4 separate regions of the Sus scrofa genome follow, and all the other regions are linked to region 3. Evidence: chromatin contacts called from public Hi-C and targeted proximity ligation data. All regions are on one chromosome and are shown on one strand. The core of a region is the stretch at or near the end of the contact, and the rest is flanking DNA. Distances in the headings are between cores, read along the strand shown. Region 1 has its middle 68 kb from the start of NUDT4. Region 2 holds the start of NUDT4 (diphosphoinositol polyphosphate phosphohydrolase 2). Region 3 has its middle 180 kb from the start of EEA1. Region 4 overlaps UBE2N (ubiquitin-conjugating enzyme E2 N).

Region 1 (6,505 bases), core at 54-2,553, 160 kb after region 3:
TGCTCTTCCTCCCCACCTCTGCCGGCCCCCAACACTCCCCACTCACAGGTACACATATACATTTTTCTCCCCTCATTTAAATAGCCCCATTTTTTCCAGGAGTCCCCAGGGCTTGGCCAGGGACTGGTATCTGAAACTGGCACCAAACCATCCTTCATTTTCCTTTTTTCTCCCCAAGCAGACCCTTTCAATCCAAGCAAATCAGCTCAAGCTAACAGATGCTTGCAGGTTACCAGGTCTACCAGCTCAATGTACCTGTCCAAAGCAACTGAATCCAGGTTAAAGCCCAGTGCAGACACAAGACTGGGCACAATAGTAGAATTTGTCATCAATTTATTTTCCACCCAAGTACTTCTCTGGACCAGGTTCTTATTTCCAATGTCAAGATCTGGGAGTTCCCGTTGTGGCTCAGCGTTAATGAACCCAACTAGCATCCATGAGGACTCGGGTTCAATCCCTGGCCTAACTCAATGGGTTAAGGATCTGGCATTGCCGAGAGCTGTGGTGTAGGTGGTAGACGAGGCTCAGATCTGGTGTTGCTGTGGCTGTGGTGTAGGCTGGCAGCTGTATCTCCGATTGGACCCCTAGCCTGGGAACTCCATATACCTCGGGTGTGGCCCTAAAAGACAAAAAGACAAAAAAAAAAAAAAAAGATCTGCCTGTCCTATTATTTTTATTTTTTATTTTATTTACTTCTGTTTCATTCTTCCTATGATACTTCTTTTAAACATTAATTTATTCAAACACTAAGAGAAAGGCTAATAAAAATGTTCTATACTCAAATTCCACCATTCTATTTGTTTTTACTTTTAGCAAAACATTTCTTCTGAACTTGGCCGTTGTGCATATATCATACAGATATAAAATAGATATAAATAGATATATATTGTTTTATAATATAACATATAATAGTGAAGTAGATACAAGCTCCCATTTCAATACTTATGTTGAATCTTCACTAATTATTCAGCCTGCTCTTCAAAAGAGCAAAATTTCTGATAAATTTGCAATCATCAACAACCTAACAAAATGTTTAAGCCAAAGACATTTTTAATGCTATTTTCCTTGTACTTACTCATTAGCCTTCATTGTTGGCAAAACAAGCTACTAAATATAGAAAATTGTACTTATCTTAAAAAAAAAAAATTGTGGAAACCTACCTACTATTATTCCCTTTTGGGGCAAGTTCCCAAGTTGGCTTCTCCTGAGTTCATCTGGATAAATATTCTGCTCACCATACATGGTGAGACTGCCAGGGCTTGTTTTTCCAACCATGGTGACAGATTTGCAGTGGTTATCTACACTCTCTCACCTGTTCCAAGGACAGGTCAAGAGAACACTCTCGATAGGACTGGCCAGGTTAGAGTACAGGTTGAGACCAGGAAACAATGGAAAACAAACCAAACAATACAGAGATTGAAACTTTGGCCTTTTTCATCAAGACCCCTGGCCTCAGACTTCCCCCTCCACCATGTGACCAAACTGTGTGGTTGGCAGTCAATTTAAACCTGATGGCAAAAACTTGAGGGTTACCAATTGAGCTTTCTCACTGCTATTTTGTTCCAATAGAGTTCAAAACATTTTCAATTCTTAGGTACCTTTTTGAATACATGAAAAATTTCCATACAAATAAAGTCTCCAAAGCAATACATATCAATTCCTGGAATGAAAATGTGAATTTATCCCTTAACAATAATCCAATGCGAAATAAGCCCTATTTAAGGGAAAGTTTTGCTACAGGTTGAGTTCCCTGGGAAACAGGCTCAGAGATGGAGAACTGCCTGAAGGAAGTTTATTAGGGAATGATCTTGGCATCAACACCTGTGTGGAAACAAAAGCTGCCGATTCAGGCAGAAGCTGAGCTGCAGTGCAGTCACAGCAGAGGCCTCCATTGATCTCACAGGGAGCTCTGGAGCTGGGATGGCCCCGCAGAGATGTCCCAAAATAAGGACGTTTCTACCCCCACATCAGCCCATCAGTGAATCCTGGCTGCTCCTAGGAAAGGGGCATGACCTTTACCAAGGTGGCTTCTCTCCACCAGCATTTTTGGGAGCAGGAGAATGCATTCATAATTGCCAGCTGCAGTCTGGAAGCGCCTACTGCAAGTGTAAATCACATACTCATTCAACTCTCACCAGGGAAACGTCTATATAGACTCAACAGACAGTAAAGGCAACTTCCTGAAGAAAGAGGGTTCTATTAACAAGAAAAAAACTGATGCACCAGGGAACTTTCTACTCAGAGGTAAGCTTTCATGTCACTGTCAAGACAATGTGGCCTCATATACGCAGTACAAGACTGATCCCATCTTCTCTGCCCCAAATTGAAAGCAATCCGGTTACCCACTCCTCTACCTGCCCCTATGCAGCACTGACAATGCCTTCCCCCAAACCAATGGCGCAAAGGGAAATGCATTTCATTCAACAGGTCTAATAGATTTACTCCTTGCTACTCCAGCATATCAGGTTTTTTTCATGAACACCAAGAGACAGAGTGGAGAGAGAAAGAAGAGCTTCACGTGGAAATCTGCATGACAGACAATGGTCTATCAGTTGGTATTTCCTTGGAGCAGAGCTCAAAGGTCAAATTGTTGTTTTGATCATGCAGCTATCATGCTTTTTGCATGCTGGAGACTCCCTACAAGGATTATTTAATGGAAGAAAGAAAAAAATGATCATGACCTGAAGAAAATTCTTCATCTCATGTTGAACGTTAAAAACCATGTGACTCTTCATTTAAAAGAGTAAAATCAGCCTTCTGCCCAGCTATACAAGGATCATTTAAATTAACATTTTAAAAAACATACAGTAGGAACTTAGAGGGTGGAGCTTCTGAAGAAAAGGCTTGCTTCTCGCAAGCCGCTGCCAAACACAGACAGATATAATGTTGACTTGTCGACTGTCGACCATAGGATAATGACTTCAGAGAAGGCCTTGGGAAAGCAAGTTTTGTATGTACCTCTGTCTGTCTGATGTGACATCTATGGTCACAACCTAGAGAAAGTGGCTAAATGGAAGAACCTGTTTTCGGTCTCTCTCAAACCCCTTGGTCTCGCCCACCCATCCAGCCCCGGTTTACCAAACCCATGTAAAACCTGGCCACACTTCTAAGCCTAAATACCCCGGGGGAGAAATTTTTTCTAATTCAATGCAGGTGAAACTCAAAGGTAGGGGGAGTGAGCCCACTTAGCGTATAATCAAGGCATCGTCAAGGTCCCGCATATCTTTTTCCCTTGGGTGTAACTGCAATACTCTTGCCCCCTGGTCTGGGTTGAAAATGTCCAGGCTCTTCTGACCCCACCAACTAACTTATTCCAGAGGCTCTATCTAACCCCTTACACAAGGTCCTGGGTGTCTGCCTCCCTGAGGGAAACACATTCCTAAAATGTTGTTTGTGAACGAGTTAATTGTAGTACAAATAATACTTTTCTACTGACTTTCATTCTGATTGCATCATGTTTTTATCATTGCTTCTAATCTATCTCCAGTGACGAGTCACTTTTAGAGAATTCTTTCTAAAGTGAACAAGCAACCCACTTATTTTGTTTTCGTCAAGAGAGGTGTCTAAAAACGGCTTTCCCAAGGGTTCCCATCGTGGCTCAGCAGAAACAAATCAGACTAGCATCCATGAGGACGCAGGTTCAATCCCTGGCCTTGCTCAGTGGGTTAAGGATCTGGTGTTGCCATGAACTGTGGTATAGGTAGCAGACATGGCTTGGATCTGGCGTTGCTGTGACTGTGGCGTAGGCCAGCAGCTATATCTCTGATGTGAACCCTAGCCTGGGAACTTCCAAATATGCTGAGGCCCTTAAAAAAATCAAACCTGCACGTGCCTCCTTGCCGGCCAGTTCCATCCTCATTTTCTGCTCAGGGCTCCACCTTGGCTGTAGGCTGCGTTGGTCTTAGTGAGGGCTGCTATAACAAACACCACACACTGGTGGCTTGAACAACGGAAATGTGTTAGCTCACAGTTCTGGAGATCAGACATTCCAAGACAAAGGTGTGGGCAAGGCTGGTTTCTTCTGAGGCCTCTCTCTGGCTTATAGATAGATAGCTGCCTTTCCCCATGCTTCTCCTGTCTTCCCTAAGGTATCCCTTCCACAGGTATCCCCAGGTATTTGGATACCTGTCTGTATCCAGATTTCTTCTTCTGACAAGGACACGAGTCATATTGGATTAGGACCCACCTGCATGACCTCATTTTACTTTATCTCTTTACATGAAGTCACATTCTAAGGTACTGAGGTTAGGACTTCAACATATGAATTCTCATGGGACACAATTCAGCCTACAATAATGGCTAAATTTAAAATATATTTTAACATTCTTCTACATAAGAAGGGAGGGGGGAAGTCATTTTACTATTTCTATGTATCTTCCAAAGTTAAAAATTACTCAGTAAGATGTTAGTTTCTTGTGGACAACTCTTCTCTTCCCTTCTCTGGATGACCATAACCCAGTAGCTCCCAAACTCGAAGGTGCAATAAAATCACCTGGAATGCTGGCTGAATGGAGACCGCATGCCCCTCCTCAGAGTTTCTGGTTTCAGGAGGTCTGGGGTGGGGCCCGAGAATTGCATTTCTGATAGGGTGTGCAGTGGACCACACATGGAGAACCACAGTGGGGCCTCAGGGCCGTCATGGATGATATCATCTTATATCTCCTCTCTCTGTGTGGACTCTTGCACTCTGAGGCACTGCTCCTTGTACCCACATGGGTAGTCTAGTGAGGGGGTGCATTATCACTGTCCTTATTTTAGAGAGGAGGCAAGTCTAGCTCAGTGTGGTTATAGGCTTGCTCACTTTCACCCAGGCAATTAGTGGCAAAGCCACCTCTTGGTCTTGTTCTCTCCACTAGCCCACAGCCATCAGGATCAGAGAGGAAACAGAATGACAGTCAACTGTTTTTTTCCCAGTCTGTAAAAATACCACTACTAAGAATGATAATAGCTATTCTCTGCTGAGTGTTCATTATTTACCTGGTACTATTGCAGACATTTTACTTGCATTGCGTTATTTAATTCACTCAACTATATGAAGTAGGTACTATTATTATGCCCATGTTACAGCTGAGGAAGTTAAGAAACATATCCAAGGTCATACAACCAATAAGCAGTGGAGCCTGAACACAAACACAGATCAGTCTGATTCTGGAGCCCAAGGTCTTAGACACTACTCTTGAAGGAAAATCAACAGCTTTTTCTAAACTCCCATTGCCCTGTGGTTCCCAGTAACCTGGTTCAAGAGCTGGACTTTGTGATGAGATCTGGGGTGGGCAGAGGGTGTAAGTAGCTAACCCACTGTCAAAGTTGATGATAAGAGTTTTCTTGGAGTTCCCGTCGTGGCACAGTGGTTAACGAATCTGACTAGGAACCATGAGGTTGCGGGTTCGGTCCCTGCCCTTGCTCAGTGGGTTAACGATCCGGCGTTGCCGTGAGCTGTGGTGTAGGTTGCAGAGGCGGCTCGGATCCCGCGTTGCTGTGGCTCTGGCGTAGGCCGGTGGCTACAGCTCCAATTCGACCCCTAGCCTGGGAACCTCCATATGCCGCGGAAGCGGCTCAAGAGATAGCAACAATAACAACAACAAAAGACAAAAAAAAAAAAAAAAAAAAGAGTTTTCTTATGGCACAGCGGGTTATGGATCAGGCATTGTCAATGCAGCCACTTGGGTCACTGCTGTGACAAGGGTTGGATCCCTGGCCTAGGAACTTCTACATGCTTTGGATGCAGCCAAGAAAAAAAAAGTTGGTGGTAGATAAAGGCAGCTGGACCTCCCAGAAAAGTGATAGGTGGGAGCCATGGGGCACAGAGGGTCTAGAAACTTACTTGTCATACACAAAGCTAAACAGGTGGGTAAGTTTAGCTCCAATTTTAGTGAATCAAGTTTCCCTTGCTTCCAGATACTTGTTTATATTACCAGCCTCTTCCTCACACAGTGTCTTGTCTGCCTTTTTCAGTAAGGTGGGTGTTTGGGGGTTTTTTGATCTGCTACTCCCAGCCCCTTTACAGTTTCTGAGGGATAAGGGTTTCAAGGGCTGCATGTAAATTTCACCTGTCGTGTTCTCCTTTATTTCTCTCCCTCCCTCCCCACACGTGATAACCTAAGAGCTCATGGTTCGGTTAATAGGTAACCTCAGACTTCGTGGGTGGCCTCCCAGGTATAAACAATTTATTTGGTTCCCATGACATATCCCTTTTAGGTCATCTACTAATATTAGCTTCCACAAGCCTGTGATTCATGTGCACAGAGCACTCCCACGTTTCTGCTTTGCCCACATCCCAGCGAAGGCTTCATTTGGCACATATTAAAGCATTAATTTAAGAAGGGGAAACCTCTTCCAGCACCTCCTCCCAGCCAGGAGGTATGCTGGTGATTTATAAATGCAAGTCCACCACTCCCCCCAGCACTTTCAAGAGGTTAGTATCATCTTCCTTGACACAAGAGCAAGAAGTGGCGGCGGCGGGGGGCGGGGGTTCCTGACCTACGCAGGTTGCAAAGCCTCTCTG
Region 2 (6,829 bases), core at 588-3,087, 230 kb after region 3:
AAGCTCTGGGGGTAAGAAAATGAGTTAGATTCATCAGTCCTTAACATAAAAGAGGTCAGAGTCTACAAAACGAAGACTGATGTGCTGCTTTGAGCTCTCCAAGGGCTCCCAAGCGCTGACTGTGAGCTCACTACACACAGCTCCCTGGGCCAGAGGTGGAGCTCAGCTCCCTGAACCCCTAAACCCCAATCTGTAGCCAGATGGCCTTTTTCTTTCATTTCTGCAAACTCTCCTCTCTCCCTTCCCCTCTGGACTTTGCATAAGGCCCAGTTCCCTCAGCCTTGAAAGTTCACCAGGCTCTTGGTCTACTTAGCTCCTCCTCCTCCTTCAGTTCCTGTCCTGCTGCTTTGTCTGACTTGCAGATCTGGTCCAATTTCCCTATAAAACCTTCTACCATCTGAGACTTTGTCACACTGGTAATTTTACATGTACTTGCATGACTGTCTGTCCTCAAGTGCCTAAGTTCCTGGCAGGGCTGATTTTAGATGTCAATGCCTGGCACACAGTAGGCCCTCTAGGAATGAAGTATGAACAGTCAGATGTGGCTGGACCTACACAGCCAGGGCTCTGTGTTGGGGACAAGACTGTGGGAGTGAGGGGCTCCCCTGAACTTCCTTAGCACCTTCCTAAGCAGTGTCCTGATGGCTCAGTGGGTTAAGGAGCTGACATTGTCACTGCTGTGGCTGGGGTGGCTGCTGTGGGGTGGATTGGATCCTTGGCCCAGAAAGTAACATATGCCACGGGTGTGGGCAAAAACAAACAAAACCCCACCTTCCTAAGATAGGCCCCCTGGCTCCTATTTTAGCACTTGCAGGAAAACGTAAAAGTTGTTTGTCCCAAGTCCCAGAGACACTGCAAGCCCCTATGTAGCAGACATGCCCTTCTATTGAGCAACGTGGCCCCAGCACCTAGCTGCGCCTGTTACTTAGGCCCGAGATGAGGTTAGGAGATACTAGCCACTGCTGGCATTGAGGAATGCATCCTTGAGGGTGGGACAAAGTGGAAGATGTTATCTGCGCCTTCAAACAAAGGTTCAAGCTAGAGGTGACTTTTTTTTTTTTTTTTGGTCTTTTCTGGGGCCGACCCCAAGGCATGTGGCGCTTCCCAGGCTACAGGCAACGGCCTACACCACAGCTCACGACAACGCCGGATCCTTAACCCAGTGAGCGAGGCCAGGGATCGAACCTGCAACCTCATGGTTCCTAGTCAGTTTCGTTAGCCACTGAGCCACGACAGGAGCTCTTTTTTTTGTTTTTTGCTTTTGTTTGTTTGTGTTTTGAGTTGACTCTTGAAAGAACACAAGCGACCCCCGACCAAAGATTAAAAAATGTAAAGGAGATGTGCCTTCTCCCTTTCCCTGCCAACAAAACCAACAAAACCTCTCAACCGAAGTCTTCACCTTTCTAGGCCTCCGCTCGCTTCTCTCCCCGCACTTGACAGGCGCACTCTGGACGGCTACCCTGAGGAGACGGCCTTCGCTGTGACACCTCCTGGCCTCTCCTGACCAGGCAGCGACTTTGCGGAGGAGGTCTGTGGTGAGACCCGCTCTCGCGGAGAGGCCAAGACGCTCACAGGGGAAACCGGGGGAGCCACAAACAGGCAGAGGGGCTGTGCTCCTTTCGCGTCGGAGGCCTCCCAGCGGGCCTGGCCCCGCGCGCGGCTGGAGCACGCGCCGCCCGCCCGCCCCAATCCGGCCGCCGGAACGCCCAGGCCCCGCCCCCGCCGCAACGGTCCGGCACGCAGGCGCGGAGGCGCGCGCAGGGCGGAGCGCGCGAGGGCGGGGCGGGGCGGGCGCGGCCCCCTTAAATACGGCGGAGGGGGCGGTGCGAAGCTGCCGCTGCGCTGCTGCCCAGTCGGCGGTAGTCACTGCAACTGTCTCCTTGTGGCGCGTGCCTCGAGCTTGGCTCTTCCTCCCGCGGCAGCGGCGGCGGCGGCGGCAACAGCAGCGGGCGGGAGCGGAGGCGAGCGGGAGGCGGGCTCCATGGAGAGCGGTGGACGCCCGGACAGAGGCGGCGCTTCCTCTCCAGCACCCGGGCTCCAGTGACCGGCGCTCGCGCCCTGCCCCGCGTCGGAGCAGTCGCCGGCTCCGGGACTGACCCGGCCTCCCTGCGCCTTCCACGCGCTGCCGCCTCGCCTCCCTGCGCCCCGACTGGCCCTCGCCCCCCATTCCCCGGCGGGGTGGCGGCGGCCGGGCCCCCGCGGCGGCGGCCGGAGCAGAAGCGGCAGCAAGAGCCCGCCTCTATGATGAAGTTCAAGCCCAACCAGACGCGGACGTATGACCGCGAGGGCTTCAAGAAGCGGGCGGCGTGCCTCTGCTTCCGGAGCGAGCAGGAGGACGAGGTGAGGGAGGCCGACGCGCTCTGTGCCCACCGCGGGCGCGCTGGGGCGGGGCTGATGTAGGGTTCGGGCTGGCTGGGGTGGGAGGTCCTTGCCCTTGCCCTTCCCTTTCTCCATCCCCTTCCCCTCCTGACCCCCCGTCTCGCCCTAGGACTGGGAGAGATGGGCTCCCTCCCTCCTGCCTTCCTGCCTTTTCTCGGGCTAGATTGTGGAAACAAAGGGGTTTGCCAGCCCCATGCTCTCCTACTGGGTCTGGGTTAGGACGGGAGCCGGGGCAGGTCCTGGGCCCTCTAGGTCGCGCCTAGCGGGAGTCACCATCTTAACCTGCGAATTGAGCGTAAAGCCGGAGAAACCTCGAGCGCTAACCGAGGGAGTAGAAATGGCGTGTTTCAGCCCAAGCCCTTCTGCCTCTGTTACATTTTCCTCCCCATGTTAACTGCAGTTTGCGTTTTATGCTTAAATCTAGGCATGTCTGTGAAATATCCAAACAGGATCCGTGCTTTAAAATAAAAACCCATTAGGTCTAGTTCTGTCAATTCCACTTTTTAAGTGAATTCTTTAACTCACAAGCACTTAGCATTATTAATAGCTGATTTAAAAAAAAAAACAGCTTTTAAAGTTTTCTAACTGCAGAAAGATGGTTAGTGAAAAAGGTGGAATCATGCCAGAAGGAAGAAGATGGAGGTGGGCAAAGTTGCCATTTTCAAACAGTAATCTCTAGCTCTCTGCATATTTATCAGAGCTTTACTTTTCTGTGTTTGGCTTGAAATCAGGAGAGGAACAGTCTTCTGTAATTCACCCATCAGCGTGGGGTTGGTAGTGAGGCCTTTGAAGTTTTCCTGGAGAGCAAGTTTTATGTATTCTGTAATTTATTGAATTATGAAATGGCCCACTGTTTTACGTATTTCTGTAATTTATTGAATTATGAAATGGCCCACTGTTTTAAATTTTCGAAGAGCAGTAATGGTCGACTGGTAGCCAGTGAAAATCGTTTAGTATTGCCACGTCTAAAATGGTTAGACGGGGGAAACAGTACCATTCTGAGTTTTGCTTCCATAAGCAACAGTGTCCAATAAAACACCAGGCTAAAGCTGGAGACGGGAATTTAATGGCTTCCTTATTGCTAATCCCTGTAGTTAGGATGAATATGACATGATGTACTCTCCGTGGCTTAGTTGTTCTCACTATGCTAACAGAAATCAAAGTGCTTCAGATGGGTGCTCTTCAAACACTTGTTTTGCCTTTATTTTTTGAAAAGAAATGAAACCTTTTAGTTCTCATCCAATGCTCTGATGAAGGTTTTTAAGCAGTTATACTTAAATTCTGAAGGAGTTTTCAAAGGAAATTGGTGTCTTTGAGCTGAGCCTACACGGGAGAGCCAGAAAGGAGAGAGGGAAAGGTTTGTAGCATTTACAAAGTCAACAAACATCTCATTCTATTGAAAAGATTAGAAGGTCCTTGGGGGAAGAGCCCTGTTAGGACAAAACAAACTTTGAATATAAAAGAATACCATAGCCCATACTGACCAAGAAAGGTCAAGGATCTTACCTGATTGACTCACTGTTGTGTAGTTTTTTCCTTAATTGGGTGCTTACTAAGTGCGGGTCACTGCCCGAAAGACCTTTAAGTTTGTAACATTTAATCTTCTTAGTGCAGGTTTATAGGTGAGGAGACAGATGCAGAACATAAGTACTTTGGCCAAATGACATAATTAGGAAGTGGTAGGGTTGGAAATCAGCATCTGGTCCCTGCTCCTGAGGCGGGGCTCTTGGCGTGGGGCTCAGCCCAGTGCGATTGGGTGCATGAGATTTGCTGAATGAGTGAGATACTGTGAAGCTGAGCTTGGGAGACTTTCTGAAAGGGGTGACTTTTGAAGTCTTGCCATAACGTGGACTTGGAATTCAGGCTTTGTAAAAACAAAAGTTCCCAGAGGAAAATAATGGGAAATGGGAGGAAACTGAAATGAGCTGTATTGTGTGAATGGCAAAGCGAAGTCTAAGGAGAGCTTTGGAAGTTCCTCAGCAGATGAATGAGCTGTTTTTATGCTTTAAAGTTGTTCCTACTAATAAATGCTCAATTCCTAGCCTCTGTGTGAGTCAGGAGACCAGTACATTTTAATATGAAGTAAAGAGCAAGAGTTGGAGAATTTGGTAGATAGGTTATTACCTAAAGCTTTGTAAATCTCATAACCTGGAGGTTAAGAAACCCTTTAATACACAATATGCTCTGAGGGAAGGCTCTGGAATTCTCTAACTCATGCACAGCCAACTTTAATGTCTGGTTTAGATCTGCAGGATCTTCATTGCTGTGGTTGTGTTTATAGAGTCTAAGTTGAAATCAAATAGTAATTGCTGTTTGACCCTCAGAAGCTATGCGGTGTCCTGACTGGCTCTGTGCACTGAAGGCATTCTCGCGAGACCAGGTTTTAAACTGGGTAAGAAATTTTAGGAAGGAAGGATGTTCTGCCAGCAGAGTATTTGTTCTTTTGGGTGTGGTTTTATATCTTGTGTCCCATTTTATCTCTTTCTGCCCTTTGAGGTAAATAATAAGCATTAGCACTTGTATAGGAAGAAATTAGGCAGCAGAAGTAACTTGTCCCAAGGTCACAGAAGCCGCAGATCATTTTGAGCCCTGGTCCTTTATTTCTGAATCTCACACTCATTTGATCCTTTCTCCAGTTAGTTATTTCTGTGGGGGAACCGCCCTTCGTTTTAGCAGTTGGGCTTCCAAACCAGACAACAAATGACTATCCCATAGAGTAGCTGGGATAGTGTGCTTGTGCAGTGACAGGGGACAAATAACATTCACAAAACCCACCGTGGATTCCACTGAACATATCTGCATATATATGGTAGTTGGAAAGGGATGCAAAGATGAAAGTGTCAGCTTCTAAGGAACATACTCTGTAGGGGGAGGTCAGACAAATGACTGATATAAAGGGAAATCAAGTAAGATAAAAGTACCATCAGGTGCTCCAGGGTTAAGATCCAATGTCATTCATTTGGGAGCTGGATTTCAATGGGTGGGGAAGGAAGGACTAAGCATCACAAGCAGGAAGACTTGGGCCTGTGGTCTAGTTGGGCTGCAGCTTAGGATAGAATAGAACAAATAATGGCTGAAAAACACCTTAAATATAAGGCAGAAGAGTTGCTAGTCAAGAAAGGAACTCTTTTGAACAAGGAACATTTTGATTTTAGATGTATTCAAGTTTGAGAATGATCTGGCAGCAAAATAGGATAGAGTGCTAAAGAGAGAAATAGAAATGACTTGATCCTGGGTGGAATCCAGGCACAGTTGCAAATGAGAAACATTGACAAAACAGTCATAAGAACTTCATTTGGACATTTGCTCTAATTAAGCTTTTGAGCTTCCTGAGCCAGGGGCTGCATTCTACAGATAGTAGAATCTCAATGCCAAATGTTCCCGAAATGTCTGGGTTCTACAAAATCATACACTAAAACGAAGACTTGCTGAGAAAAATAGATTCAAAACCCATGGAACTCTAAAACCAGTGCTCTAATAAACAAAAAAATCCCAGTAAGAAATATTAGTACTTAGCTCTAGCAGCATTTTACCTAAGAATCAATAGGCAGTCCACCTTTTTCAGACCAGTAGTCTGGGCTCCTCTACTACTTTAGGAGGAAGCCACTCTAATCAAAATTAAACTATCCACAGGTGGCCTTTTCTAAACACAGGGAAATGTCCCCAACCTCTTCCGTCTCTGTGTGCACTGCTGCTCTCAGACCTGAGGCCTACTCAGGCAGCCACTTCCTTCAAGGGAGGGCACTTCTGTATGGTTTGTATCTGACTCTTTCTTACGATTTTTGGTGTATCACCAAGGCTTTCTCTAATTGTGAAAGCTTACCCCGTCACTTAAGAATATTGACATGCTAGGAGAAAAAGTCATGATCAAGCCAATTTGCCATTATCTATCAATCCATTTCATCTAATTTGGGTGAAACACATTTTCACAAAATGTGCTATTATTTCTGATCTTAGGGCACTCTGTCTCTATAGTCCAAAAAGTGGTACTGATTTGCTTAATAATAGCAGTTGGCAGTGGTTAGTGGTTATAATAAGTATTGTTGTGATTTACTCTTTTGAAATGTGTATGTGCTAGTGGGTCTTCCTAATCTGCTGCTGGCCTCATTTTGGCCAAATGCTTATGAAACAGTTGACTATGATAGTTTTAACCATTCATACTGTCCTTGTTCATGACGATGTGGGAGGAAAGGAAAACCACCCCAAAACTCTTCATTTTTAGATTTGGGGATCCCTTGAAGGGTTCTCAGAATAGCTTTTTTTTTTTTTCTGGGAAAGAAGTAGCAATTTGTACTGACTAGTTTTCTGGAGGCAGGCTGTGACCAAGAGCAGTGAAAACACAAAGCTGAAAACACAGAGGGGTAACTTGGGGCCCCTCAATATAGGAAACTAACAGCCTCCGAGGGCATAGCTGCATCATAAAGACCTTGAATAGCATTTTGTGGTTTAC
Region 3 (6,907 bases), core at 1,156-3,655:
AAGATGACACATGGTAACTAGACTTAACCCCCAAATTAACAATGCACTGTTATTATGACCATATCAGTTAGGAAAAGCAATTTGGTACAGATAACAGAGGTACTATGAGTGGCTAAAGCAAATCCATGGTTTATTCTCATACATTAAGTTGGAAATGTACAAAAATTAGGGACTCAAGTGTTCCATGTTTCTCTTCCACCATCTTTAACCTCGTGATCCAAGATGGTTGCTGAAGTTCCAGCTATCCCATCCATATCCCAGGAAAGAAGAGAAAGAAGAAAAGGCACAAAAGGAGAGTCCTAGCTTGTTTCCCAGAAGCCTCACCCATAGAGTTGCCAATTTGGTAAATGAAAATATTGATATAGTCTATGGGACATACTCATATTAAAACTTACTCGTTGTTCATCTGAAATTCAAATTTAACCAGGGAACTCATATTTTAACTTGACAATGCTGCCCTCCCAGCAACAACTCTGTAGGCCTCGTTAGCCACCCCTACTGTAAGGGAGGCTGGGAAATGTAGTCTTTAGCCAGGCACATCACCGTGTCTGTATTGTTTCACTAAGGAAGAAATGGAGAGTGAATATTGCCTAAAGAGCCAATGTCTTTGAGGGAGTGAGAGTTAACCTGGGAAAAGGCCAGGGCCTCATCCATACCCCACACTTCTGTGCAGCACGCCCTGACTGCATCAGTGCTTCGTGGTCACTCTGGCCTCTGAATACCTTTGACTTTTTTTTGCCTCACTCTAGATACAAAGTAAAGATACTGATTTTTAATAAACATACAAGAATGAATATATTCAGGAGTTCATGTTGTCTTCCAAGGGATTAGACCTTAACAGGGCTGCCACCCTTCAAAATAGTTTTGAAATTTCGATCCTGATGAAGCAGTAGTCTTTCCTTACGAGGGATATTGCAGGTTCAGGCAAGACCAAGGAGGCCTTGGAAATGGTCCTCTCTGAGGGGCGCATTCAACAAATTTCATTGCGCATCCATCTTATACCATGCCTGCCCAGAGCTTCCTTCCATCATGATAAGAACACAAGATTATTTTCTGGAATGTCACCAGCTCCAGCCAGTGGGGACAGGATGGACAAAGTAGGTTGTTTAGGAAACTGGCCTTGGAAAGCTCAGTGGCCTCTCATAACTTAATCATCTGTGGTCTGATCAACTGCAGTAAATCATGGTTTATATTGTGTTGCTTCCTAAAATAAAGATAGGGTGTGATGGTGGGAAAAGAAAATTAAAATCCTCTCCATGTTTCCCTTGAAAAATTCTCATTTCGAGTCCCTTTTGCCTGATGGTGGCCGCCTACAGTTCCTACCCTCTATTAAACCATGCTGCCATCCCGTTTCTCTGGCTCTTACCTGGATGAACTTGCAATGTTTTAATAAGGGTCAGTCTTTACTTATAAAAAACAACATCCAACCTATCTGCAGGTCCCTTCCTTGGGATAACTGTGTGGTCATCAAGCTTTCAAAAGTAGGGATAAAATTATTTTTCGAAGATTGAACCTTAATAACTCCATTTCTATGGTTCAACGCCTTTCCTGGATGGTTGCTGGGCAAACATCTCCATGCAGGTACTGATGACAGTAAACACATTACATGTATTCAGCCTGGGGTTTTACCACATTCACTTCTGGGTTTGTCATATGCTCTCTCGCTATTTATACTGCTGTGGGTCAGCTACTTGATACTTAATAAAATTTGCCTCCAAGCTGTCCTGCAGGGGAATGACCTATGGGGGGAGGGGATGTTGTTCCAACCCTGTAACCTCTGACGATTGCCCAACAGCCCTCTGAAAAGGTTGCAGGACTGGAGCGAGTGAAAGTCCCCGCCACTTCCTGGCACTGAACGGCACCAAGTGCAGTAGTGTAAATAGAATGATAGCCCCCGCTTTTGGGGGGCCATTCTAGCCAAACTCTCCCACGTGGGAGCAACTGTAGACTGCACGAGCAATGTGGAAATGCAGCCTCCGCTCAAGGTCAGAACAGGCAGGTTCATCAGTGATGATTTTACCAACCTTTCAGTTATTTCAGAAGCAAGAAGAGAACACAACAGAGGCAAGAATGGATCTATGGGATGAAAATAAAGAGCCATTTATAACGCAAAACGAGACTGCCAGGAAAAACAAACACACAAAAAAGTACATTTTATCAGAAGCCTGCCCTGCTCAAGGCTAGTGTGGTACAAGGTACTGAGTGTTCAGCTTCCTGGGCCAAGAGCTACAGTAAAACTGCTCCCCACCCCCAACGCCACCCAAGCTGCTCCACTCCTGTCAGCCGGATCAAGCAGCCTTAACCACCTGGTGGAGAAGAGCTTTTAGTGTTTTCTAAGTGTGTGCTGGGTGGATGTTTCACATTTTTGATAAAGATGCGGAGTCATGTTGCAACACTTAGCAAGTGCTCCTGCGTAAGAGTTGTGCAATTTCAGGAGGCCCAGCGCTCTGCGCACCAGCAGGGCACAGAGTACCCACGGCTTACGTAATGCATGGATGCACCCTCAGATTTCTCCCCACAGCCTTTGGAAGAATTTTCAGGCTCCGAACTTGGCCCTGAGGTCTGGCAGTTCTTTGCCCCAAGGTGTGTGGAATGGCTTAGCTGTTGGCACCTGCTGGTGAGGTGGAGAAAACTGCCGAGGGCTGATCTCTCTCTGGCAGCAGACCAGAGGAGGCTGGCTCTGGTCCCGACGTGGCCTTGGCTTACCTGGAAGCACCCCGTCATGAGGGGGAATGAGGACTTTTCATCTAAGAACATCTAGGCCAGAAGATTACACGGGGCTGCTCCTATAATTGACAGAAATGAAATAGATTTCTCAAAACCAAGGCATTCTACAAACATCAGGAGCACAGCTGGTAAATTGTAAATGTTTAACACACAGCTCCTTTGTCTGATGATGGGAGATGGGTGGGCTCACCTGGATCAGAGTATAAATTAGGCCATGTGGGTTTGATGCCTTCTCACCTCCAATCCCTGTACTTGCGCCTGCCTCCCAACTTGGCTTTTGTTTCCATCCAGGTCTTCCACTCCACAAAGCTTTGAGCATCTGCTCTGTGCCAAGTGCTGTGCCAAGTGCTGGGCATCAGGCAGGGCTTTCAAAGCACATGGTGGCCCCCTGCAGTGCACGGGCCAGTCCTGCAGGGGCCTCCTCTCCTGGGTCACTCTCAGCCCCACCCATGTCCCCAGACTATCCCTCTCTCCATTCACCTCCTGTGACTCCTTCTCCTCCCTTCTGGATGGGGCTATTTCTTTATACTTCTTATCATAGTGCTCTAACCAATTATTCTTATACAAGGGTTGTTTTGGTAATCACTGGTTCCTCTCAGGAATTTCTGTCCATTAAAAAGTGATGGTTTGAAGAAATTATGTCTCCCATGAGATGAACAAGGGACCAATTGGGGAACTGGAAACAGGGTGCAATATATTGCCTGAGCAGACCCTGTCCCATTTCATGAGGGAGAGATGTTGCTTCTTCAACCCTCTTCACTTATTATTGGTGAGCTGTGTGCATGGTGGTTAAAACAATAAATTCTGGAGCTGAACTATTTGGGTTTAAATCCCAGCTTTGCAAGTTATAATCTTAGGAAAGGCATTTGATCTCTGTTCCTTAATTTCCTCCTATGAAAAGATGGTAGAAATAGCTAAGTATATCTCACAGGGTAGTTTGGGGATGACTATGAATGAGTAAGTATGATATTTTATAATACGGGCATTCGTGGTAAGTACTCTGTAAATATATTAACTTTGATTTTTCATAAGGCCAACTCTATCCCTTCTGCACTGCAGATTCTCATACGAGTTGTCGTACTGAGGGAGAACATGTAATTCAGGGCTGCAGTTTTGTCATCTGCAAAATAGGAAGTAGTGATTGAAAGAGGATGTGGGGGCAAAGGACCAGTCAGGTAACCAGCTTCTGGTCTAGGTTTTCTACTGCCTTTCTGACCTTGGAGAACTCACTTAAACTCTTGCAGCCCAGACATTGGACTTGATTGCATTTTCCAAACTCAGGTTATTCAAATAACCTCGCAGAATCATTACCATAGGACTGAATCACATCCCTCTACCTGGCCACTTACTTGATCTGTTCATGTAGATAATCTTTAAATGAACTCACTTTCCAATGTAGCCTCACAGTAAGAAATCCACACACTCAAAGGTGTGAATGGTAATTATGGATTTTTCTAATCCATGTTAAAATAAATACCAAGTGAAATTTAAAAGTATTTGTGAGACCTGAAAAGACATTTTTCCAAGGAAGATATACAATGGCCAACGAGCACATGGACAAATGCTCAACATCACTGATTATAAGAGAAATGCAAATCAAAACTACCATGAGATATCACCTCACAACAGTCAGAATGGCCATCATTAATAAGTCCACAAATAACAAGTGCTGGAGAGGGTTTGGAGAAAAGGGAACCCTCCTGCACTGCTGGTGGGAATGTAAGCTGGTACAACCACTATGGAGATCAGTATAGAGATACCTCAGAAATCTATACATAGAACTACCATATGACTCAGCAATCCCGCTCTTAGGTATATACCCAGTCAAAACGTTCCTTAAAAAAGACACATGCACCTGCATGTTCATTGCAGCTCCATGCACAATAGCCAAGACATGGAAAAAACCCAAATGTCCATCGACAGATGATTGGATTAGGAAGATGTGGTGTATATACACAATGGAATACTACTCAGCCATAAAAAAGAACAAAATCATGCCATTTGCAGCAACATGGATGGAACTAGAGACTCTCATCCTGAGTGAAGTAAGTCAGAAAGAGAAAGACAAGTACCATGTGATATCACTTATATCTGGAATCTAATATAAGGCACAAATGAACTTTTCCACAGAAAAGAAAATCATGGACTTGGAGAAGAGACTTGTGGTTGCCAAGGGGGAGGAGGAGGGAGTGGGGTGGTTGGAGAGCTTGGGGTTAATAGATACAAACTATTGCCTTTGAATGGATTAGCAATGAGACCCTGCTGTGTAGCACTGGGAACTACATCTAGTCACTTACGTTGGTGCATGATAATGTGCGAAAATAGAACATGTACATGTAGGTGTAACTGGGTCATCATGCCGTAAAGTAGAAAAAAAATTGTATTTGAGAAATAACTATTAAAAATAAATAAATAAAATATTTGCATGGCGAAAAAAAATCTGTTAAAAAATTTAAAAAAAAATAAAAGTATTTGTGTATACCAGTGACGTGTACATGCCATTTTAGGAAATTTTGGATGAAATGTTCATGTGCTCCAGCCAGTTCTGAATCCTCTTGGTTACTACTACACAATTTTCATGCGGTTATTTAACTTTGGATGTTTCTTTGTATCATTCACTTCATTGAGGGCACAGACTATGGCTTATACATCCTGAGGCACCTAGCACCTAGACGAGTGCTTGGTAAATGTTTAATTTTAAGTTATAAGTACATGCATACATAGACACAAATATATGTGACCTACTAATGACCAGGACGATACGGAAAATGCTCATTTCTCTTTCTCTGCATCAACATCACTATGTTCCCAGGGTGGCTATTCACTGAATGAAGTGAGGCATGTGGAGTTCCAGGCCGTGAGTGGGCACTCAGGAAATGTTAGCTTCCCTGATTGCCTTCCCTCTTCCTGTGCTCTTTGTTAGTGTAGCTGTTTGTCCATGTGAAAATGAGCCCACTTCCTTAGGAGTTTATGGCCTTGGCTATTGTTGAGTCATAATAATTGTTGTCCTCAATGGCAGCCCTAAAAGTATCCGTTCTCAGGTCTAGAAATATCTGACCAAAGGAAGGAATTATGTTTCTAAATGCTATTACAGAAGAAGTCTCAAGAAATTGGTGATTTACTGAAATCTCATCAGTTAAAATTTAATGGGCACCCACAGAATCATGGCACAGTTCTGGGTTCACAGATTGAACAATTTCTCAATTAATAAACACTTATTAAGCACCTTTTGTGTAAACAATCTTGGGAGATACAAATCTGAATGAGGCTATCAGACTGTGAAGACACCAGAAGATTGTGAGTGATTTGAAAGTGAGGCGTATCTCTTAATTCATCTTTGTACCCCCCCCACACAAACCCAGGGCTTAGCAAAGCATACACATGTGGTAAGTATACATTAAATATTTGTTCCACAAATGAACAAATGAATGAATGAAGATGCCAGTCTAGCACTTAGAAGAACTCATATTTTGAGCGGAGGGAAGGCATAGACAAATGCGTTAATTAACAGTAAACCTAATATTTCAAGAGATAACACAGGCTATTATTGATATTACAATATCAACACAGGCTCCTGAAGGTTAAATGAAAGGTGTACTGTCATATACCTTCTCCCCAAACATGGTGTGTTGATTTAGCACCAGGTCTCAGAAAAGAATGTATATTAACAGCCACTCTTCCGTCCTTATCATTTTTCCACCTGCCCGTGAGCCCAACTTTAGAGGGAGGTTGCTAGGTTGCTATCATGTGACTGCTTTCTAAAGCCATCAAATTTATCAGCTCCTGGGAGCCAGGAGGGTATTATTTAATGGAAACAAATTGATGCGTGTTTATCCTCTCAATCAGTCTTCAGTCATCCACAGGCAAAGAGAGAAACGGTAATGATGATTCTTTAAGAGCTATGAAATTAGAATGTATGAGAAATTAAAAGACTAATTAATAATTTTGCGGGCTCTAAGTCAGGGTGACCCTTCATCATGAAAGGGCCTTTGCCATGACTTCCTAGGGAGAGGTGCTGGACTTTGTACATAGTTCTTGAGGATTCCAAACTTTCAGCATTAAAAATAGCAGCCCCATATCAATTTGTTATAATTATTCATTAGTTACTGAAATGGTCTTCCCAAATATACACTTAACTGAAACAGGCCTTCTCCTGTAGAGTTTTAAATGATTCAGTCAT
Region 4 (7,342 bases), core at 3,080-5,579, 250 kb after region 3:
AGAGACTCTTATACTGTGTGAAATGAGTCAGAAAGACAAAGACAAATACCATATGATATCACTTATAACTGAAATCTAATATACAGCACAAATGAACATGTCCACAGAAAAGAAAATCATGGACTTGGAGAATAGACTTGTGGCTGCCCAGGGGGAGAGGGAAGGAGTAGGAGGGATCAGGAGCTTGGGGTTATTGGATATATCTTGGAATGGATTTACAAGGAGATCCTGCTGAGGAGCATCGAGAACTATGTCTAGATACTCATGTTGCAACAGAACAAAGGGTGGGAGGAAAAACATATACATGGATGTGTAATTTGGTCCCCATGCTGTACAGTGGAAAAAAATTAAAATAATAAAACAAGGGGAAAAAAAAGAAAGAAAATATATCTCTTGTAACTGGACATAAAAGAAACTCTCCAATCAATCTCCCAATGGATTTTTATTTAGCTTATAAAATGCGCAGTTCAAGGAAAAACTATTTAAAAAAATCACTATGAGCTGAAAGCTACTGTAAGCAAATAATAACGACCTTGTACACATTTCAGCTATAAGGGTCTCCAAATGAGTTGATAATAAAATTGGGTTAATGAGACTGGTTTTATACTCAAGGGAAAGAAAAGGGAAAAAAAAGAAAGCACTAGGATTACCACGATACTTAAGGCAACTTATTTACTCTGTATAAATGCTACTAAAACCAAGCCAGGTTTTTTTGTTAGTTTTCTGTTTTGTTTTTTGTTTTTTTGCTTTTTAGGGCCACACCAGCGGCATATGGAGGTTCCCAGGCTAGGTGTCTAATCAGAGCTACAGCTGCCAGCCTACACCACAGCTCATGGCAACGCCAGACCCTTAACCCATGGAGCGAGGCCAGGGGTCGAACACGCAACCTCATGGTTCCTAGTCAGATTCATTTCCACTGTGCCACAATGGGAATTCCAAAACCAAGCTAGCTTTCAAAGCCACTGAACATGTGCCCTCTGAAAAATCTAATGGAACAAAGGACAAGTGCCTAGGAACCTAACTAAAGGGGGGGGGGGGGGGCTAGAGAAATATACGCAACTGTGCTAATTAGTCTCTAAAACAGACAATGAGGAGTTCCCGTCATGGCTCAGTGGACGAACCCAACCAGTTTCCATGAGGCCGCAGGTTCGATCCCTGGCCTCGCTCAGTGGGTTAAGGATCTGGCATTGACATGAGCTGTGGTGTAGGTCACTGATGCAGCTCCAATCGGGCATTGCTGTAGCTGTGGCACAGGCTGGCGGCCACAGCTCCCATTCAACCCCTAGCCTGGGATCCTTCATATGCTGCAGGCGCAATCCTTAAAAAACTAAATAAAATGAAATGAAATAAAATAGACAATGAGCGAGTTTCCTGGCGGCCTGGCAGTTAAAGATTTGGCAATGTCATTGCTGTGCCTCGGGTTCAATCCCTGGCTTCAGAACTTTCACATACCACAGGGGCAAGGGAAAAAAAAAAAAAAAAAAGACAACGAACCTCAAATGGACCCTTACTGCTCTCCAACAATCACTCATATTGTTAGTTCGTTCTTCCATCTCTCTCCCTATCTCCTAAATAACTGCGACATTCTTTCTCCTCTCTGTTCAAACTGCCAACATCTCCATCCATACATCCTCACTTTGGGCTGATAACTCTGTTTCGTATTTCACGACAAAATAGAAACTTCCCGAAGTTATCACTGTAGCATCTGTACACCAACCTGCATCTGTGTGCCCAAGTGCTCTGCCTTTTCTCCTGGCAGTCATTCTAGGCTAAGGCCACGCTCTCCTCTCGATCTTAGCTCCTTCTCACCTACTAAAGGACATCGCTCTAGCATCTCTTCTTCTCTCTCTTCAATCACCAGTTCCCCCTCTTTACTGGATCTTTCCCCAAACTGTACAGACTCACTATAATTACTCCCCCAAAGAGACCTGGCTCTCCTCCACCAGCTACTGCCCCACTGACTGGCTCTTCTTTGAAAGTTACCTATACTCGCTTGTCTCTAATGGCTCTCCTCCCCTCCTATCTTCAAAACAACTCAAAACAACTCTACAATCAGGCTCCAGCTTGCCGAGGTCACCAATGATTCCTATGTGGTTAAATCAAAGGGCTAATGCTTTATCTTAACCAACTTCGATGCAATATCTGACCCAACTGATCTGCCATCTCCTGGTGAGGCTGCATCCAGTTTCCTGCAGCCACACTCTCGGGATTCTCTTCCTACTTGCATGGGAGCAGCCTCCCTGCTGACCCCTCCCTACTTGCACAACACTCCAGCATTTAGGTGCTCCAGGGCTCCATCCAAGGTCTTCTCTGCCTACACACTTCCAGAGCGATCTCATCTCATCCAATGAACTGAAATAGTAAACACACTTCCTATGTGCCCAAGCCTCCCCAAATACATATCCGACACAGATTTCTCCCCAAGCGTGCCTCTTCTATTCGTAACTGTGGGACAGCGCCCCTCAAACGCCTAATAGTCACCCCCCACTCAGCACGATCTTTGACACCTTCAAAGTGCCCCTCCCCCCAAGCATTCTGCAAGTCAGTTACTGAGAAATCCACCCTGTCAAATGGTTGACCATTGCCTTCATAACCCACCCATCTAACCTGATAAGCACATTCTGTTGGCTTGAACTTCAAATCTACCCATGACTGGCCAGACGTCTCATCACTCCACTGCTACACCTCTGATCCAAGCCACCAAGGGCTCTCCCCTGGCAAAGGGCAAGAGATAACCAACTTGTTCTCTCCGCTTCTGCCTTGCACTCCTCACCCCACTGCCATGCCCATCTCTATTCTACAGACCTTTTCAAAAGCAAAAACCGTATAATTCCACTCCCCCCCCCAAAAAAAGAGGCTTCACATGACCCCCTCATGCCACCTATCCCTCAGGCCTTCGGCTCAGCTTTCCTCGTCCTGTCTCCCACCTCCACCCGGACCTTCCAGCCAGATGAACTGCTCTGTAGTCCTTCAGCCTGCCAGGCATCCTCTTCCCTCAGGGGCTTTACAAAGGGTTCCCTCTTCCCTTTCCACAGAGCTGGAACCCTCAGCTCTGAGGGTCTTCATTCAAATCTATTTTCTCAGTGAAGCCTCTACAATTCAACATGCAGACCCCAATCCAGCCTATCCCACACCCTCCTTCTATCCCTGCTCCCCCACTACTTCATCTCCAGGGCCTCCAAACACACTGCATATGGCACTCACTCCGCTCAGAATGGAGGGAAAAGGGAGACCTGCGTTCATTTACTGCTACAGCCGCAGCGTCTGGCACAGTACCCAGCGCCACAGAGGTTTGCAAAATACTTGCTGAATTATCCATCTACGTGATGTTACAAAGAACAAGGTATAAACGATCAGAAATTTCATCTTTAATGTTAAAACAGGGTTATTCCGTGAACGACATCACAATAGAAAACAAAAGGATCCAGTCAGGCATGGGAAGATATAATCTAATTTCCGTTTACAAATTTAGCCAGAAAAATGCTAATATTCAATACACGAACTGACAGTAGTGAGTGTAGTTTTACATATTAGTAACAATATATTGTCAACATTTTGAATAAATACATATAGTCAAAAACAGCTAAAACACTTCTGTATTTAAGCTTTTAGGTATGACAAATAATGAATGAGAATAATGTATTTACACTGCTTTTACTTAAGAAAAATTATACACCTTCCACCACTTCATTCTACAGCCTGCAGTGTATACACTAAAAAAAAAAATTTCTCTGTCAGCACAATTATATACTGAAATAATCATAAGATGGAACTACAAAATCTAATCCTTCCCCAAAATGCGTTAAACCCACAGGCATTTAAAGTAATGTTTTTAGTAATGGTTTTAACTCAAGACTAATTTTTGTTTTGTTTTAATCATAGCAATGCAAGGGCAATTCAGATCCTGAAATGCTAAAAACTACTTTCAGCAAAATATTCTGTAGATTCAAAGAAAAACATTTCCAGAGCATTAAAGACCTCAGGAGGCAATAAAGCAGCCTCCCATCTTGGGAAGTCCTCCAACAGGTAACTGGAACAAAAGAGGCTGGTTTTCACCTTTAGGGGAAAAGTGAAGACCGGGATGAACAAAAGGAGGAAATGAATGAGAAAAGAAGTAAAACTGCTTGAATTTTGACTCCGCACCTCCATTCTTTTGTTTTATCCCAAGTCCTCATATTTTTAGAAAGCCATAAAGAAGGAGGGAGAAAGAAAAAAAACAGAGAGAGAGAGAAAGCTGGGGCCCAAGGGCCCCAAAACACCACTCCTAGTTAGATAAAATAGTAGCAGCTCTATTCAAAGCTATAAAAAGCTGCCAGAAGGGCCTCCAAGATCACATCCAAAAATAGCTTCAAATCACTCTCAGAGCGTCACTCTGTCAGAGACAGACAGGGCATTCATTTCCTCATCTTCAGTTCACTCCCCAAATCAGATAATCTTTCTAAAGAATGTACGTATTGAAGAAACACACCAAGTGGCCTGATCAAGCATAAGGCGTAATCGGAACACACTGTAGAATAAGCTCTTAGGTACAGAAAATTTTTTGAAATAGTTTTTACATGGTCTCAAGTCCTAATGGATTTGGATATAATGAATAGATGCATAATTATCTGACTACAGAGCACTGATTTCCCAAACAAACCCATAGCATAAATTACAGGAGGAAAAAAAAGAATAAAACCCAAACCAAATGGAACAACCCTTCCATAGAAGTCGTTGTCAATTTTTTCCCCTACAAAGGCAAAAACTGGGAAGGAAATAAAAGCCTTCCTGCTACTACTCACACCGAGAAATGTGCAACACATTCTAGCTTTACACTATTCTTTTGTAGACAGTGATGTATTAAGTCTAGAAGTACTGGGCTAAAGTTACTACAGTGTTGGCTTAACTATATTTCTGAGGAGGTAATTTACAAGGCTCGGCGCCTCAGCTTCCTCAACCACATCGTTAGCCTCTCGTGCAGAGGTGCTATGAAAATTAAATGAGAGAACACTGTAAAAGGACTTGACAAATGAAGTCACATGAGAAGACTACAGTCATACGTAACCAATTACAAGAGAATGCAGGGTAAGAACAAAGCACAGTAACAAATCTCAAGATTTATTAAGTGTTCCTAAAAAAAAGAAACTAACATCTAGTTGCACTTTGTGACCCTACTTGTTTAAAAGCAATCCTGGGACTGGATCCCAAGTAGAATTTTAGCTCAGATCATGCAAAATAAAAGGTAATACGTTTCCCATCACGGCTTAGCAGAAACGAATCTGACTAGTAACCATGAGGACACAGGTTCGATCCCTGGCTTCCATCAGTGGGTTAAGGATCTGGGGTTGCTGTGGCTGTGGTGTAGGCCAACAGCTCCTGCTCTGATTCAAACCCTAGCCTGGGAACCTCCATATGCCAGAGGTGCAGCCCTAAAGAAAAACGAAAAAAAGAGAAAGTAATGTAGACTATGTTTAGGAAATCGGTTGCTAAAAAGTAGAAACGGATGTACATAAAAATAGAGTATGAATTTAAGTGGCAACACAATTAAGGTCTCAAGGAAACTACCTCGTCTTACAGAATGCATACAGCAGTTCATGCTACAAATACTTTAAGAAGGAATTAAAAAACACATCAAACTGATCTGATCAGGACAGATCTACTGGGACTCAAAAGAGCAAAATCCCATGGAGTTCCCGTCGTGGCGCAGTGGTTAACGAATCCGACTAGGAACCATGAGGTCGCGGGTTCAGTCCCTGCCCTTGCTCAGTGGGTTAACGATCCGGCGTTGCCATGAGCTGTGGTGTAGGTTGCAGACGCGGCTCGGATCCCGCGTTGCTGTGGCTCTGGCGTAGGCCGGTGGCTACAGCTCCGATTCAACCCCTAGCCTGGGAACCTCCATATGCCACGGAAGCGGCCCAAGAGATAGCAACAACAACAACAACAACAACAACAAAAGACAAAAAGACCAAAAAAAAGACAAAAAAAAAAAAAAAAAAAAAAATCCCAGAAATACACCACAGTAAATTACAACACTTGACATGCTGTCAACTAACTCTGTTAACTAGTTTTCCCATTTTTAGGTTCAATAATAATGTGTGCAATATGAAAAATTGTAAATTGTACACATTTTAAGGCAATGAATTATGTACAGGAAAATTTTAGATAATAAATAGTATCCTTAGAAAAAGAGTGATAATTTGTGGAGTTCCCAATGTGGCCCAGTGGGTTAGGGATCCAGGGTTGCTGCAGTTGTGGCTGTGGCTTGGCCTGGGAACTTTCATTGCCATGGGTGTGGCCAAAGGGGAAAAAAAGTTCTCATCTGCATATGAGAAAAAATTGTCCTATTATTCACTATATATACCCCCACCACATTTTATCTATAGCAATTAGGTTTTCTTTCTCCCCATAACAGAATATTCTCTGAAGAAAAAAGAAAACAAAACAAAATCTCCTGTGATGCAGTGGATTAAGGATCTAGCATTGTCACTGCAGTGGCTTGGGTCACTGCTATGCCACGGTTTGATCCTTGATCTGGGAACTTCCACGTGCCCGTGTGCAGCCAAAATAAATAAATTAATACAACAGAATATTCTCTAAACACAAAACTGCAATTGTGGATCTTTTAGCTCATCTCACCTAGATGTGACTATACTCGATTTTCATTATCACAAAAATGTCATAAAATTGAGAGGTGCCTCAATGATGCCTATTCTGTCCACTCCAACCTACTACTACATCTTTAAGTGATTCTAAAATACTAACAGGGGCTCCTTTTAGGGGATTATTAATCAAGCAAGTTGATTTTTCATTATACAAACTGTAAACCACCTGAGGGCATCTATGAGTTCCCCCTCAATTAGTAAGTAGACATTTTAAAAATGTCACCAATGACATTTGAGTATCATGCCCTTAACATTTCATCCATGAGCCCTATGATTTTTACCATGATTTTGCTTAATGCAATGAATTTGGAACACATCTCATTATAGTAAAACTGACTACATGTATTCTAGCTGCCATTAGGAACGGAACCAAAGTTGTGCTCCATTTCCTCATTACATTACTTCCTTACAAATCATAAGGCCAGCTAAAGGTATATACCATGATAAAAATGGCCAGTGAATGCTTTCCCTTCGAATGGCTGTTCAAAAGAAATATGTCAGCCATGTGTCTAATTACAAATTTTCTAGTAGCCACATTAAATAGCAATGTGGTCATACACACTGTCATATAAAATAGACGATTAATGACAAACTACTGTATAGCACAGGCAAATCTACTCAAGAGTCTGTAATGACCTATATAGGAAAAAAGAATGGATATATCTACATGTATGACTAACTCATTTGCTGTACACCTGAAA

What was found. A called contact is a pair of places that touch in the nucleus more often than the background predicts.
Region 1: a contact with region 3 is called in a Hi-C map of liver, with 3 times the contacts expected there. A contact is called at or near these places in 1 of 5 promoter capture datasets (liver), 2 of 47 Hi-C or Micro-C datasets (both in liver) and 1 of 2 datasets of targeted methods (skeletal muscle).
Region 2: a contact with region 3 is called in a Hi-C map of skeletal muscle, with 5 times the contacts expected there. A contact is called at or near these places in 2 of 5 promoter capture datasets (fetal liver and liver), 9 of 47 Hi-C or Micro-C datasets (heart right ventricle, liver, omental adipose tissue and 2 more) and 2 of 2 datasets of targeted methods (alveolar macrophages and skeletal muscle).
Region 4: a targeted proximity ligation map of skeletal muscle shows a contact between it and region 3. A contact is called at or near these places in 7 of 47 Hi-C or Micro-C datasets (liver, psoas muscle and skeletal muscle) and 1 of 2 datasets of targeted methods (skeletal muscle).

Annotation. Positions count from the first base shown.
Region 1 is chr5:89,793,054-89,799,558 of Sscrofa11.1, reverse strand. No RefSeq gene overlaps it. Among named protein-coding and RNA genes, the nearest start is that of NUDT4, 68 kb to the right of the region's middle.
Region 2 is chr5:89,723,268-89,730,096 of Sscrofa11.1, reverse strand. NUDT4 (diphosphoinositol polyphosphate phosphohydrolase 2) reads left to right here and starts at 1,837. Exons shown (of 5, transcript XM_003126721.5): 1 at 1,837-2,340. The coding sequence starts at 2,242.
Region 3 is chr5:89,950,164-89,957,070 of Sscrofa11.1, reverse strand. No RefSeq gene overlaps it. Among named protein-coding and RNA genes, the nearest start is that of EEA1, 180 kb to the left of the region's middle.
Region 4 is chr5:89,698,583-89,705,924 of Sscrofa11.1, reverse strand. All of the region lies in intron 1 of UBE2N (ubiquitin-conjugating enzyme E2 N), which reads right to left. Among named protein-coding and RNA genes, the nearest start is that of NUDT4, 26 kb to the left of the region's middle.